Linked DNA regions of Mus musculus: region 1 is linked to region 2. Evidence: chromatin contacts called from public promoter capture Hi-C data. All regions are on one chromosome and are shown on one strand. Each heading gives the region's core, a stretch centred on a gene start, on an enhancer-like site or on the middle of the called end of the contact. The rest is flanking DNA. Distances are from core to core; before and after follow the strand shown. Region 1 overlaps 2700003A03Rik (a long non-coding RNA gene). Region 2 holds the start of Asb18 (ankyrin repeat and SOCS box-containing 18).

Region 1 (2,700 bases), core at 21-2,520, 270 kb before region 2:
CCAGGAAACCTTGTTCCCTACTTCCTTACAGAAATTGATGGGCATTAGGGAACATTTCCTGGCTCCACTTAGAGGCAGGATTGTGAGGGTTCTGCCTACGATGTGCTGGAGCCCTTTGCAATGCCAAATCACAAGACATGGGCAGGACTGCGATTCTCCTGGCCCGGAGCACATTTCTAATGATCTGTTTTGACAAGAAGGAATCAGAGAAAACAGAGTTGTGAAGGTGAAGAATGTCTTAAAGGGGGAGAGGTGTGAGTCCATGAATGTTACTTGTGAAAACTGAGGCATTTTTGAGATAAGAGTATTAAGAGGTAAAGAGAGAACTAGCTAACTCAGATTATCAACTCAGCAAAACAGAAAGGAACACAGTTACTATGGCAATCGTCATGGTTACTATGGTGATAGTGTGTAGGACTAAAAGTGAAGGAAAATTGGAAATGGCTTAGATTATGTTGGGGTCTTGTTGTTGTTATATTTTTATTTATTTTATGTATGTGTACATAAGGAAAACTCATAGGAGCATGTCTGTATTTCCTGAAATATTTAGCATTTGCTTATTCTAAACAGTGTAATGTTTATCTGAAAGTCAAGTGTAAGTGGATGGCCGGTCTGTGTCTTTGTCAAACCCTGCTGCACTAGGTGGTGGTGCTGGCAGACGTTCCCAGGCACTCCCTGTCCCTTTATCTCTTCTTAGGAACTGTCACCACTCCTTGGTTTCAGCTGCACCCATGTACCCCATTTCTTCACTGGATGCTTCCAGTTGTTTTGCGCTGCTAGTTCAGAGTCAGGTTTCCCAAACTGGGTATTGATTGCCACCAAGTCCTGCAAATGTTTTTTTTTTTTTTTTTTTTTTTTTAATTGTGTAAACCCGCAGTGGTACCTATTTCCTGTTCTGTAGAAACCCGTTTCCAACTCACATAGAAGATTGGCATGCTGTTGTGTTTCAAAGATGAAAACTCAATCACCATGGTGCCTCTCCCTGCATTTTACATCTGGTTAGCACGGCTCTGAGAATCCAAATGTAGAAGTCGGGGTTTTTTCCGTTCCAAGCACAGTATATTTGTCCTGGTTGTTAAATCACTCAGTTGCCTGTAACAGAATCCCAGAAGTCTCAACAGGGAGTCTCAATGGCAAAGGGCTACTCCCTGGCAGAGCATTCAGCAAAGCTGAGGACCTCTCCCCACCCCTTCTTAGCATGTGGTCACCGACCCTCTGCCTCCCTGACATTGACCTTGTTGCTCCCTGCAACTCTCCTTTGCAAAGGATTCCGCTTCGCCAGGTTCACATTTACAAAACTTTCTGGCACAGACATGCAAAAGGATAATGACATGCATCAGGAGATAAATTGATTGGCCCAGCTCGGAGCAGCCAGCCCTGGACTGGAAGCTTTGGGGAGGAGATAATTCCCACTGGGTGAGTCCACTGATGTGTCCTCAGTCGGGGTCTTTGATGCACATCTACCCTGGTAATGAAGCTTCAAGGATGGTGTCTGAATGATCTGAACTGCCAGCCAAATTTCTGCAAGTACATTCTGCACTGAGGCGTGTTTGGGGGCGTTGTAGGCGGTCTCACCCTGCAGTCACCAATAACCTTGTTTACACACGCCTCGGTATTTCTGAAGATTGCCAGCTCACCTCAGGAATCAGGAACGGAGGCCCACAAGCAATCCGCCTGTGATCACCGTCTGAACAGTGAAAGCTGTCAACAAGGGCCTGCGCAGAGAAAATAAACACGGTTGCTACTATAGCTTTTATAAACTATTCCATTTGGTCAAAGCCCCACACAGTGACTTCAGAGCCCATTTCCTTTGCCCATGGGAAATCAACTGCTATATGTCAGATCCCTACTCTTGTCCACACCCGCCCCTTTCTATGTTTGTTTGTTTGGGTGCGTAATTAATCCTCATCGAGACAATGTACAAAACATCCCAGAGCAAAAGAAAGATGCATAGCCACACGTAAATAGACGCGAACGTTTCTTTACTACTCCCAGGTGGACAGTGGCCACAGTTTGAGTAGATGAATTCGCTTATCTGGCTTTTTGACTGGAAATGTCATGAGCTTCTTCCCACCCATAAAGATGTTTGAATGGCCATGTGGAATCCTTCCCACTCAGCCCCCCTTCTTGGATGTTTTAGACAGCCCCTACATTTCCTGCTCCGGCCCTTGTAATCGACACCCATCATCACCAGGACCAAGCTCTTGCATAAATCCACGCAGATTGTTTATTACTGTGATCCCGATTGCATCTCTGACCCTGTATCTACTCGGGAATGTTTTGTTTTGTGTTGCTTTGTTTTAATTTTCCAGTGGCCGCACTTTCCTGTTTATACGTCCATTATTGGACTCTAGTTTTATTGTACTGTGGTCAGAGAATTCAGATGGCATGTTCTGGTCTTAGGAATTTATTGAAATTTCTAAGTAGTTCAATATATAGTCAGGTTTTGTAAATGTCCCGGGGAAAGTTAGAAGACCTCTCCTTTGTAGACTGTAAGCGGACTCTTGTCTATAATTTAATTATTCAGAATTCTCCTTACTATTTTTTTTTATCTCTTAAAAGCCAAGGAATTATCCTCACCACTATTTAGTTCTGGCATGTCCTTTTGCATTAATGTCAGCCCAGAGAGTTTGGCAGCTGCTGTTCGTTTTGGACTTTAAAGCCGGGGCAGACCACAACTCCATCCCGCCACCTGGGAGG
Region 2 (2,700 bases), core at 43-2,542:
AGCAAAGACAAGGAGTTGTCACACTGAAATAAAGAAATGCTTGTTGCCTTAAATATAATTTGCGTTACTTACATTTCAATTCCTAATTTATACATCACAGACTTGATAAAGGATTACATTATAACAGAATTAGCCGGGGTCATTAGCATAGTGCATGTGCCGCTGATTAGCCACCCAGCAGATCGCTGGGTAATTAAGATCGGCGAGGGCCGTATTTTGAGACACTGTCATCCTATTATCTGCCTAACAAGTGTTGGGCCCTCACCTCCCTTCTGATTTGGGGCTTGATGGCAGCCCTGCACAGTGCCACTGCTTCTATACAGTCCTTCCCCCACATTCACAGTCCCCGAGGCCACTCCCTGGCCTCACAACAAATCATCTGCCTGTGAGAGCATACACTCAACACACTAAGGCCAGCTCTGGGGATGGGGCCCGGTGGATAGAGCACTTGCCTAGCATTGGGAGGAACTGAATTCCGTCTGCAGCCCCACATAAATCTAGAGATGGTGGCACAAGACTGTCATCCCAGTACCCGGGAGGAGGAGGAGGCAGGAGGATTGGGAGTTTGAGGCCATCCTGGACCACATGTCTATATATCAAACAGTAAATACATAATACAGACTATCAGCATATGCCCTGCCTCAATACAGCAGAAGGCCCAAGACCAGGTCAGGTGTATTACTGTGGCCTTCAACAACATCTTTGAGCTGTGCGTAAGGCACATGACTGTCGTCAATCCAGAGGCTGAGGCAGGAGGATGAGTTCAGCCCAAGCTACTTAGTGGTGTGGTTTCGATGTAGAATGTTCCCGAAGGCCTGTGTGTTTGAATAAGTGGTCCCCAGCTGGTGACATTGTTGTGGAAGATTGTGAAGAGTCCATGGAAGAAGTGAGTCATAGGGGCTAGCCTCATCCCCTGTCCTCTCTGCTTATGCTACATGACTGTGGAGGTCATGTGACCAGCTGCCTCATGCTCCTGTCACCATGGTTTCCCAAAGGTGATGGACTGTAGCCCCTCCAACTATGAGCCAAAATCAGCCCTCCCTTAAGTTGCTTCCAGTCAGGTATTTGGTCATAGCAGTGAGAAACGTAATCTATCCAACCCTCTCAAGTAAACAAAGTCACCTCTAAAGAGCTTTGCTACTTCTGCAAATACACAGAATGGGCCAGTGGCCATCTCTCCAGCAGCCTGCACAGTAAGGCCCTGGAAGAGGCCTCCTCGGCCCTGAAGGCAAGGTGAAAGCAGCGTGTCCCTCCCAGCTGACGGTAACCCAGCCCTGATTCTATTTATAGCCATCTGTCCTGCTCTGGGGACAGGGCTAACTTTGGGCATGCATTAGAGGAAGAGAAGAAGGCTGGCCCTGCACAGGGAGAGATACCACAATGTCCAGCTGGGACTCGCCCCCAGATTACCCCCTCAGCTCAGACATAGTGAGGAGATTAAAGTCTGCTCTGGCCACTGGGGACGAGGACACTGTACAGAAGCTGATCTGCACTGAGGTGGAGCCTGTGGACGCCGTAATAGAACTTGCTAATGATGACTGGATGAAGGAGCCCTCAGCCGAGCTGCCCACGGGCGTACTGCTAGGTAACCACAGGAGGCCACAGGCCAATTACTAATGCATGCTGGGGTCTGCTCTGGAGACAGGGGCAAGGGTTCCAACAGGGTGACATACCCTTGTTATCCATTTCTTATATAGCTATGTGTTAAACTAAATAACTAATGGAGAGACTCTCCAAGACGGCAGCTGTGTTGGCAGGTAGACACTGTGTTGGCAGTACTTTGTGGGTATGTTCAAGGGTGGGTGGCAAGGGGAAGCTGTAAAGATATGTCTTAGTTAGGGTTTCTACTGCTGTGAAGAGACACCATGACCACAGCAACTCTTATAAAGGCAAACATGTAATTGGAACTGGCTTACAGTTCAGAGGTTTAGTCCATTATTGTCATGGCGGAGAACATGGTGGCTTGCAGGCAGACACGGTGCCAGAGAGGTAGCTGAGAGTTCTACATCTGGATTGGCAGGCAGCAGGAAGAAAGAGAGAAACACTGGGCCTGGCTTGAGCTTCTGAAGCCTCAAAGCCCACCCCCCCCCCCCCGTGACACACTTCCTCCAACAAGGCCACCCCTACTCCAACAAGGTCATGCCTCCTAATAGGGCCGCTCCCTATGGGCCTATGGGGGTCATTTTCACTCAAACCACAAGTAGCCAAGAACTACCAGAGACAACGGTGCAAAGATCCTTAGCTGAGGGTTCAGCTGTCACTGGGTGATAGAGTGCTTGCTTAGCGTGTCCAGGACTCTGGGTTCCATCCCCACAACTGCAGAATAAATATGTAAGTCACCAGGGCCACATCTGTTTGGACTAGACAGGCAGCCACTAGACAGGCTACCTACAGAAGCACTTCCTTGTATCAGGTCTTGGTGGCTTTTGCTCTGACAGTTTCTGTGAGTTGTAGATACCAAGAATGAGTGAGCGCCCCCCTCTGGTCCACTGTGGTACTGTTCTTAGGATTTGGCACAGGTGAAGTCGTCTTCAGCAACACTTACACACATGCGTATCACAGGTGCTGAGGGCATGTGTGTGTGTTGCCTTGGCCCAAATTCAGCGTCACACAAAATAATTGAGAGAAAAGCAGGGTTTCTGCTCTGCCCCAGGACCAGCTATCTTCACGTCCATTTCTCTCTTCCCCTATTTGAGGGGT

The links. Promoter capture Hi-C pulls out the DNA fragments that hold promoters and counts their contacts.
Region 1: a contact with region 2 is called in a promoter capture Hi-C map of embryonic stem cells, with 3 times the contacts expected there. The contact joins the enhancer-like site here to the promoter of Asb18 in region 2. A contact is called at or near these places in 6 of 39 promoter capture datasets (embryonic stem cells, stem cell-derived epiblast-like cells and trophoblast stem cells), 1 of 15 datasets of contacts at CTCF or cohesin (embryonic stem cells), 1 of 484 Hi-C or Micro-C datasets (embryonic stem cells) and 1 of 9 other capture datasets (embryonic stem cells).

Annotation. Positions count from the first base shown.
Region 1 is chr1:90,282,076-90,284,775 of GRCm38.p6, reverse strand. 2700003A03Rik (a long non-coding RNA gene) reads right to left here. Exons shown (of 4, transcript XR_003947931.1): 3 at 921-1,715. Among named protein-coding and RNA genes, the nearest start is that of 2700003A03Rik, 11 kb to the right of the region's middle. Within about 2 kb of position 1,270, at least 31 of the 459 cell types and tissues checked have an H3K27ac peak or open chromatin away from gene starts, as enhancers often do. A contact at or near this core is called in embryonic stem cells, where this site is marked.
Region 2 is chr1:90,013,258-90,015,957 of GRCm38.p6, reverse strand. It overlaps Asb18 (ankyrin repeat and SOCS box-containing 18), which reads left to right and starts at 1,292. Exons shown (of 5, transcript NM_001355134.1): 1 at 1,292-1,585. The coding sequence starts at 1,381.